Linked DNA regions of Sus scrofa: region 1 is linked to region 2. A link is a contact called in public HiChIP or PLAC-seq data. All regions are on one chromosome and are shown on one strand. Each heading gives the region's core, a stretch centred on a gene start, on an enhancer-like site or on the middle of the called end of the contact. The rest is flanking DNA. Distances are from core to core; before and after follow the strand shown.

Region 1 (3,840 bases), core at 357-2,856, 520 kb before region 2:
TCATCTTAATGGATGAAACCCTTAGATGGACCCCTGCTGGTGTGGCCTCTGGCATAGGGCAAAGGCCTAGGCAAAAATGGCTGCTCAGAATCTTCCACCCCAGAGGCAGGAGCCTAAAGGGGCAGGATTTAGGGGCAGAGACAGCCGGGCTCTCGGTCGCCAACTACACAGTAGAAGCGGCTCCGGAATTTATATTGGGGGGAATGGGTGCATTTGGTTGGACCGGGACCGGGAGTCGGTCTTGAGGCTGCATTAGTGTAGTAAGCAACCCGTTTGAACTTGGCTTTGGTTGTTTACTTGCAGTGGGAGTGGTGGAACTAACGGAGATTTGTACTAAGCACCTGCTCAAGCCATGCCGTCAGACCCCAGTTTAAGGGGGAACTAGAGGTTAGAGACTGTAGAGGCCTCGCAACTCCGGAGGGGTCGTTTCCTTTTGGAATCCGCCTCAGTGGCTGGGAGACTAGCCGGATGTCAGGGGCGTGACCAGCCCTCGCTGCGGCGAGGGCGGAGGCGGGGCCGGGGCTGGGGAAAGGGGTGGTGACAAGCAGGCCCACGCGGTGCTGGGGAAATGCTGCAGCCTTCGCAGTTCAGTCCCCGGGAGGGGCGGGGCCCGGAAGGATGCTGTGTCCCTCCTTCTTGGGCCCTGGCGTGGCTAGGGGGCAATTAGAGGCCGCTCCCGCCCTCTTTGACCGACGCCAGCGAGAGCCGGGGGGGGGGGGGGGCCAGGGAGTGCACGCTCATAAACCGCGAGGTCTCCCAAAGGACCTGACCTCGGTTTTCTCATCTGGAAAAGATGACCTCCTTATCTCCCTATGACCAAGAGCGGGGCAGTAGGTGGCCGGGGCTTCGGTGAGCCCGCGCCGGCGGCGGGGGCAGAGAGGTCACCAGGTGACTCCAGGGGAGAAATAGGAGTGAGGGGGGCCGCGGGGCTTTTCTTCGGCGGGGGTGGGACGCGGGTGGTTATGAACTAAGAAACAACTCTGGTCTGCTCACTGCCGTGCCCAAGAATGCTCAAGGAAAACGAGACCCCCTTTTACCCCAGAACCCGTCCCTTTCCCTTCAAAGGCCCCGCCGACGTGACTCTCCAGTATCTTCCCAGAAACTGCAGTGCACATACACCGGGCTTGGACGCGCCGCCATGACTTTAAAAAGCTCCTCCACACATGAATAAGGTCTCATTTGCTTCTTTCACATCAGCGGGAGTCGGGAACCTCCTTCCCGATCCTCCGTGGGCTTTAGCGCCCTCCAGGGCCTCGAGGCCGGGCTGGCGCTCAAGGCCTACCCAGTTTTCACTTGAGGCGACAGCGAAACAATGCCCTCCTCCCGGCGCTCAGGAAAGGAAAGGCCAAGCGGGCTTGGGCGGGGTCGGGGCTCCACCTTTCGGCTCTCAGCGCCTGTCCACCGGTGCCCCCCGCCGCATCTTTGAGGCCTACGTGCCTCGTGACACGGCAGGGGGCGGGCCGCGGCTGGGGACATCCCCTCGGCCCTCCAGGAACCAGGTTCCACCGCCGCCGCAGCGACCCAGGTGGACAGGGCGGGTCCTCCAGAGTCTTCGAGTTCACGGCTAGAGGGGCCAAGTCGCCGAGCTCAGTCGACCGACGGCTGCGTCACGGGAGGGGCGGGCCCGCCACGGGCGGAGGCCGGAGCCGGAAGCGGAAGAGGCGCTCGGAGCGGGGAGTGGGGCCTAGCCTCAGCCGGAGCCTGGGAGACGGTGAGTGTGGGGCCCTGGCCCGCGACGAGGAGCGGGGGGTTGAGTCAGAGGGGCGGGTACGCTGGGTGTGGGTCCCCGGGCTTCTAGTTCGGGCTTGGTCTGCTCTCTTTCGTTCTCTTGGCCCATCTCAGGCCGCGGCCCCGACCTCTCACCCCTGACCTGCCGCTTCTCCCCCAGAGGGCGGTCACAGCAGACCCCAGTCTCTCGATCCTGTGCGTCCGAGTCCGAACCTGTGAGAGGCCCCTGAGGGCCCTGCAGGGATCCACCTTCGGCCCTATACCTGCCCGCGGAATGGGGTCAGGGTCCTACCTGCGACAGCCTGGAGGGGCTTTCAGACCCCTCCCCTAACCCTGGCTCGAGGCTGGGTCGGCAGACTCCTCCTCTCCGCGCGGCTTGGAGTCTGATTCCGGCCCAAGCTGGCTTTCCTCCTGCCCGCCTCCCCCACCCCAGGTCTCCCCTCGCCTCCATTGGCGGCGGTTACCAGGAACCCGCCTCAGATCTCTGGGACCCGCGGCGTCAGGAAGGACGCGAGCGAGGGCTGCGGGCCCCCTGATTGTTTTGTTGTGATGATGGAGCCGCTCCAGCCCGGAGGAGGGGCCGAGCCAAGCTGACAGTACAAATGCCCGGGCTGCTGCATGGTCCAGGAGTCTCTGTGCTTTAGTTCCGGGTGCGGGTGTCCTGGTGTGGAGCTGGGGTGGGAATCGCCTGAGCCAGGGCCCCGTTGAGGCGGAGTTGGCGGCCTTCCAGCTTCCCTCCTCCATGCCCTTGAAAAGGAGGAGCGTTTCTCCCGGTGGTGGCGGCTTGCAAGGTGGCAGGTTTGAGGTTGCAGTGTTGGGGCAGCGTCAGCCAAAAATAACCATGGGGCGCTGGGGTGGCTGGGATCCGGCAGGGCTGCCGCTGACTTGGCTGGCTGCTCTTGTCAACCCAGTTCTCTGGCCAGGAACAGCAAATGAGAAGACAGCTAGGCCTGTGCTCAGAGAAAAGCTGGCATCCTCGCCCTGGTTTCTTTCACATTACCTTTTTCTTAATTGTGCCAAGCAGAGCCTTCTGGAACGTAATTGTGGCCCTTGTTTTTCTTTTACAACCTGTTTGCTGGGGTCTCAGAGAATCAGAGATAATTGAGGAGAAATGGGCCCTAGAACCCTAGCTGGGAGGATTATGAGGGGCATCTGGTGTTACCATTATTTCACCTGCCTAGAATGTGTTAAAACAGGGGAGATTATGTCCTCTCTGATTGCCTTGCGTGTGATACTTTATATCTCTCATATTTGTCATTCCCTTTGCCAACTTGGCTGGGAGGTGGTCATATCTCCATTTTCCAGATATTGTAACCATGGCCCAGAGTGACTTGTATAAGGTCACAAGGCCAAGTGGCAGCACTGGGATTTACTTTAGGTATAGGGTTTTCTACCTATACCTCTCTCCCCTCTGCTCCCTTGGGACTTATGAACTACCTTTAATGCTTTTAAGGCATTTAACATAGACCCAGAGGTGTTACTTGGAAACTTTTTAATGAAAAGCTGCCTTCAGTATCTCTTGTGACCCATGCTAGGCATTTGACCCAAGGGCATGTACTAGGCATGTTACTTTAAGATGTGACATAAACCCTGTAAGTGATTACTGTTCCTTTGTTGCAAGAGGAAGCTGAAGGGTAGAGGTGTTTAATAACCTGCCTAAAGGCACAAGCTAGAAGTGGCCATGTCAGCATTCATGTTGACATCAGCGTGACTGAAGCTGTGCTCTTTCCACTAACATGAACATGTGTGCACTAAGAATCTTCTAGGTCCCAGGAAGGAGTCTAGCCTGATACGGACTAGACCCCGTGACTTCCAGCTCTGGTGCTTTGCCCAGTGAGGATGGGCAAGCCCTTTGCCCTGGCCACTGAAGCATCTTCCATGTCACTTAGTGACACAGATGTGAGATACCGTCTTCATCCCACAGCTTGGTCACGTGACCCAGCCTAACTGGGGAGAAACAGTGAACATTAGTCAGCTGATCACCAAAAGAGAGCAGCAGTCTGAGCTCTTGAGGAGGTGTTACAAAGTATTTATCTGGAAGGATTGCTCAGGCCCAGCCTTCCTATGGAGGCAGTGTCAGGGTTTGGATTGTGGGTGGAACAGGGAGCTGGC
Region 2 (4,473 bases), core at 1,542-4,041:
CTACTGCTCGGTGTTAACACTACCCAGGAAGCCCATTTAAGCACAGACGGATCCCTGCTCTGCTTTTGCTCACACTGTTCTTTGCAGCCACCTCGTATAGGGTACCTTTCTTCATCCAACAAAGGCTTGTAGGCACCTCTCTCTATAGGCTCTGCACATGACCCTTGGGGAAGAGAAGACGGCAGGGTCACAGCCTTCAGGAGCTCACAATCAACTGACGCTAGGAGCTTTTTACAGTTTATAACTAATGTCCCATGCTGGCTTTGTTGGACACTAACCTGGGTTCATAGTTCCCATTTTGCAGATAAGGAGATGGAGGCTCAGAAGGTTACAAAGAGGTTCCCAAGTCCCCTGCCCTGTGACTTGTGTTTTGTAGTCTAAGGTGTTTAAGTGATGCCAAAAATGAATGCACAAGATGCTGATTCCGAAAAGAAATGGACAAGGGAGGTGCCGTCTTTGCGAAGTGTCCCCGAATTAAGACTCAGTGGGTCCACAGATTTTTTTTTTTTTGCTTTTTAGGGCTGCACCCATGGCATATGGAGGTTCCCAGGCTAGGGGTCTAATTGGAGCTATACCTTCTGGCCTACATCACAGCCACAGCAACGCCAGATCCGAGCCTCTTCTGCGACCTATACTAGAAACTAAGCCCATTGAGCAAGGCCAGAGATTGAACCCGCAACCATGTGGTTCCTAGACGGATTCATTTCCGCAGCACCGCAATGGGAACTTTGGGTCCACAGATTCTTAACTGCCCCTCCTTGGGCCTCACCAGGCTCATTTTGGCCTGGGTGGGCCCCACTCAGGCTCAGAGAAGTTGGAGAGAACACCGGCCAGCTGATCGCACAACCTAAGACTCCCAGACCCTAAATAGAGAACACTGCCCTCCTCCCTCCCCATCCCCAGTACCAGGGTGGAGGCCAGGGAATGGGTGTCTTGGAGGGGAGGGCAGTGTTAGTGAGGAGCAAGTGTGAGAAAGAACTGGAATTCCCGTTGTGGCTCAGTGGTTAACAAATCTGACTAGGAACCATGAGGTTGCAGGTTCGATCCCTGGCCTTGCTCAGTGGGTTAAGGATCAGGCATTGCTGTGAGCTATGATGTAGGTCGCAGATGCAGCTCGGATCTGGCTCTGGCTTAGGCCAGCAGCTTCAGCTCCGATTAGACCCCTAGACTTGGAATCTTCATATGCCATGGGTGAGGCCCTAGAAAAGACAAAAAGACAAAAAAAAAAAAAAAAAAAAAAAAAAAAAAGTGAGGAAGAACAGCCTGTGAGCTGAAGCTTGGCCATGACTCCAAGTCATCAGCTTACAAATGCATTTTCTTGATCCCAGCCTGCTATGTGACTTTGGGAAAGCCTCAATTTTCTCTGAGCCTCTGCTCCCCAGCTCCTTCTCCAAACTCAATTTCTAAGGGCCCTTCATATCTCAACTAATTAATACCCTCTCTGCTGCCCCAGGTGACCTTCACTTCCTCTTCCTCTCCGCAGCACCCAGCCCCTCCTGCTCAGCTCCAGCAGCTCTAGATGCTTCCTTATTCTTGGAACCTGCAGCCTCAGGCCTGCTCTGCCCTCTGACTCAGGCGGCCCTGACCTTTGGGATCTGAGCAGATGGCCTGGGTGGTTTTGCTCCGTGAACTTGTTCTGACCTTTGGCATGTCCACCTGTTCCTTTCCTCCTTCACTGCATACACCTGCCCCCAGTCCTTGGGCAGCCCAAGAAATGCAAGGAACTAGGTTTTTCAGAGAAGGTAACAGCACCCAGCAGCTTCTCGGTGATGGCCACCAAGATGGCCTGGAGAAGGCAAATGGAGACAGCTCTTCCATCCCTCCAGCCCCTCTCTTGGTAACACACCGTTCCTGCCTGGGAGTGCTCAACCCAACCCACCTATGTGGCTACATGGAGCTTAGTCCAGTCTTACTGAGGGAGATTTGTCAAAAATGTTCAGAGATACCCACTGAGGCCACTTGGCAAAACTTCCAGCATCCTCCTTCCTGGCTCACTTCAGGGATGGGGAAATCACCCCCTCCTCATCAGGTATGGTGCCCTAACAAGCTTTGAGATATTTTTCTGGAATTTGCCCTCTCTGCTGTATTGCGGTGAGGGAACAGACTAAGGAGACCTTCTCCGGCTCCCTAATGCAACTGTACTGGCCAAGAGAGCCAGATATTTTATTTTAGCTATTTTAGGGCCGCACTGGTGGCATATGGAAGTTCCCAGGCTAGGGGTCAAATGGGAGCAGGAGCTACGGCTACAGGCCCACGCCACAGCCACAGCAACGCCAGATCCAAGCAGATTCTGCGACCTACACCACAGCTCAAGGCAACACCAGATCCTTAACCCACTGAGTGAGGCCGGGAATTGAAGCCGCACCTTCAGGGATCCTAGTCGGGTTCGTTACCTGCTGAGACGGGTCGGGAACTCTGAGAGCCAGTTATTTTAATATAACCTCTTCTAAATCTTAGGACACAATGAGATAATCCCAGTTTGACTAAAATAAGGAAACTGAAGCTCAACGAGGTCAAGCGGCGGGCACAAGGTCACAGAGCTAGAAAAGTGGCGATGAATGAATGATCTGAGTGACTGAATGAAGACGTGTGACGGGCGCGTGGGGCGATGGTTCGCGGAGTGTGCTGGGTTCAGACAGTGCACAGCGCCCGCGGCCGGGGCCTCGGAGGGTTGGCCGACGCAGGCCCTCCACACCCCCAGGGCCCGGGGGAGCGCAGGCTCCCAGAGGCACGGCCGGGCTCTGCCCCCACCGCGCGGGCCGCCCCGCCCCCGCCCCGCCCCCAGCCCGCCCCGCCCGGGACCGCAGACGGCGCCCGGCGGCGGCGCGAACGGCAGCTCGGAGGGTGGCTCCGGGCTCGGTGCTCGCCGCGACTTCCCGCGCAGGGCCGAGCTGGACAAGGACCCTCCGCCTCGCTGGCGCTGGAGAATGCGGCCGCGGTCCCAGGCAGCAGCAGCGGGAAGCCCAGCACTGTGCAGGTAGGAGCTCGCCCACTCGGCGGGCGCGGAAACTTGGGCCGAGTTTGCGGGCGGCGCGTGGGGAAGGGGCGGGTGGCGCTGCCCCAGGGCGCCCCTACCGGCCGGCCCGGGGATGGAGCGCGCTGGGCCTGGGCCGAAGTGGCGTGGCTCCTGGCGGCCTCGGACCCTCGGCGGGAGCGCTGCCGGGCAGGGGTCGCGCCGCTGCTCCGACTTTCCCCGGAGTTCGAGGCCCCTGGAGCAGGTAGCGTCGTGGAGCTCCGGCGGGGCCCTAGCGCCTGATCTAGTGCGGGGCTGGCTAAGTGAAGCTCAGGCCGAGCCCCCGGGCCTCCTGCGGGGCCCGGCTCACGTGGACTACGCGGGCGGAGAGGAGAGGCCGGCGGGGGGCTGGCCTGGGGGGCCGCAGGCACTAAGGCTCCGCGGGGCTCTGGACGCGCCCTGCTGGGACGCGACGGCCCTGCGGTTTCCTCGCTACGGCTTGACTCACTCTCTGGCCGCAGCCCAGGCTGGCGAGATCGCCCCGAGGCGGTGGCTGCCCGGTCTCTGCAGCCAGGCCGCCCCCCTGCCCCGATCCTCTCACCAGTCTTTGGGTGTCGGTCCGTGGGGCCCGGTGCGCTGTCCTGCCTGCGTGCACACGTGTGCGGGGGCCCGAGTGAGGGGAGAACGCAGTTCTGGCGGGCCGTTTGTGCAGATATGGATCAGGCACGTACTTGCAGGCACGGGTTTGCATGGGTGGCGGAGGCCTGTGTGTCGTCCTCCTGGGGTGCACGTGCGCCCCAGCGCCGCCAGGCAGGGCATGAGGACACCCGGAAGCTGGCGGGGTCGGGTGCAGCGGTAGCCCCAAAGCCAGGTCGGCTGAGGGCCCCAGGCACAGAGTTATGGGCCAGGCAGGTAGAGGAAAGGGGCTGGAGCCCATCCCACGACCCTTCCCCCTCCCCTGGAGCCTGGGCTGCCCCTAGGTACGGTTGGAGCGGTGGCAGGGCCCAGAGCCTCAGCTGCGGGGAGGTGTAAGAACATGGAAAGGGGGCCTAGTTCAGCCTGCTAAGAGAGTCCAGGCGCTGGCCACAGCTGGGCAAGATCCCTCTCTTCTTCCTGCTTTTGCCCGATGTCCTCCTGGAGACCCCTTAAAAGGTGGAAGAGGCAATGGGGCCACAGAACTGTTTACTCCCCCTGCTGCTTAGGGCAGGGATGGCACAGCTTTGGTGGGGTCTTCTGGACCCTGCCAGAGGTTGGTCCTCCCAGACCAGCTCTAACCTCAACCAGCAAGTAGCTCAGTGGCCGAAAGTGTGATGTGACCCCTGCTCCCTGGGGTCCTGCCCTTCCCCAAACAATTGCTTGCCTTTTTGTGTATGCATCAGTGTCAGGGAAGGAGGCCCCTACACTTTGGCTACCTTCTTGAACCTGGAGGGGCCTTGCTTGAGGGCATATATACTGGGCTCTCCATCCCCTACTGGCATAGTCCATACCCTTCATAGTCCTCTGCTGTCTCCCTAGAGCCC

The links. HiChIP or PLAC-seq counts read pairs in DNA pulled down with a chosen protein or histone mark.
Region 1: an H3K27ac HiChIP or PLAC-seq map of skeletal muscle shows a contact between it and region 2, with 2.6 times the contacts expected there. The contact joins the promoter of CLK3 here to the promoter of C7H15orf39 in region 2. A contact is called at or near these places in 2 of 2 datasets of contacts at active chromatin or transcription factors (alveolar macrophages and skeletal muscle).

The regions. Positions count from the first base shown.
Region 1 is chr7:58,907,382-58,911,221 of Sscrofa11.1, reverse strand. CLK3 (dual specificity protein kinase CLK3) reads left to right here and starts at 1,606. Exons shown (of 13, transcript XM_001927924.7): 1 at 1,606-1,711.
Region 2 is chr7:58,388,435-58,392,907 of Sscrofa11.1, reverse strand. C7H15orf39 reads left to right here and starts at 2,791. Exons shown (of 3, transcript XM_021099036.1): 1 at 2,791-2,977.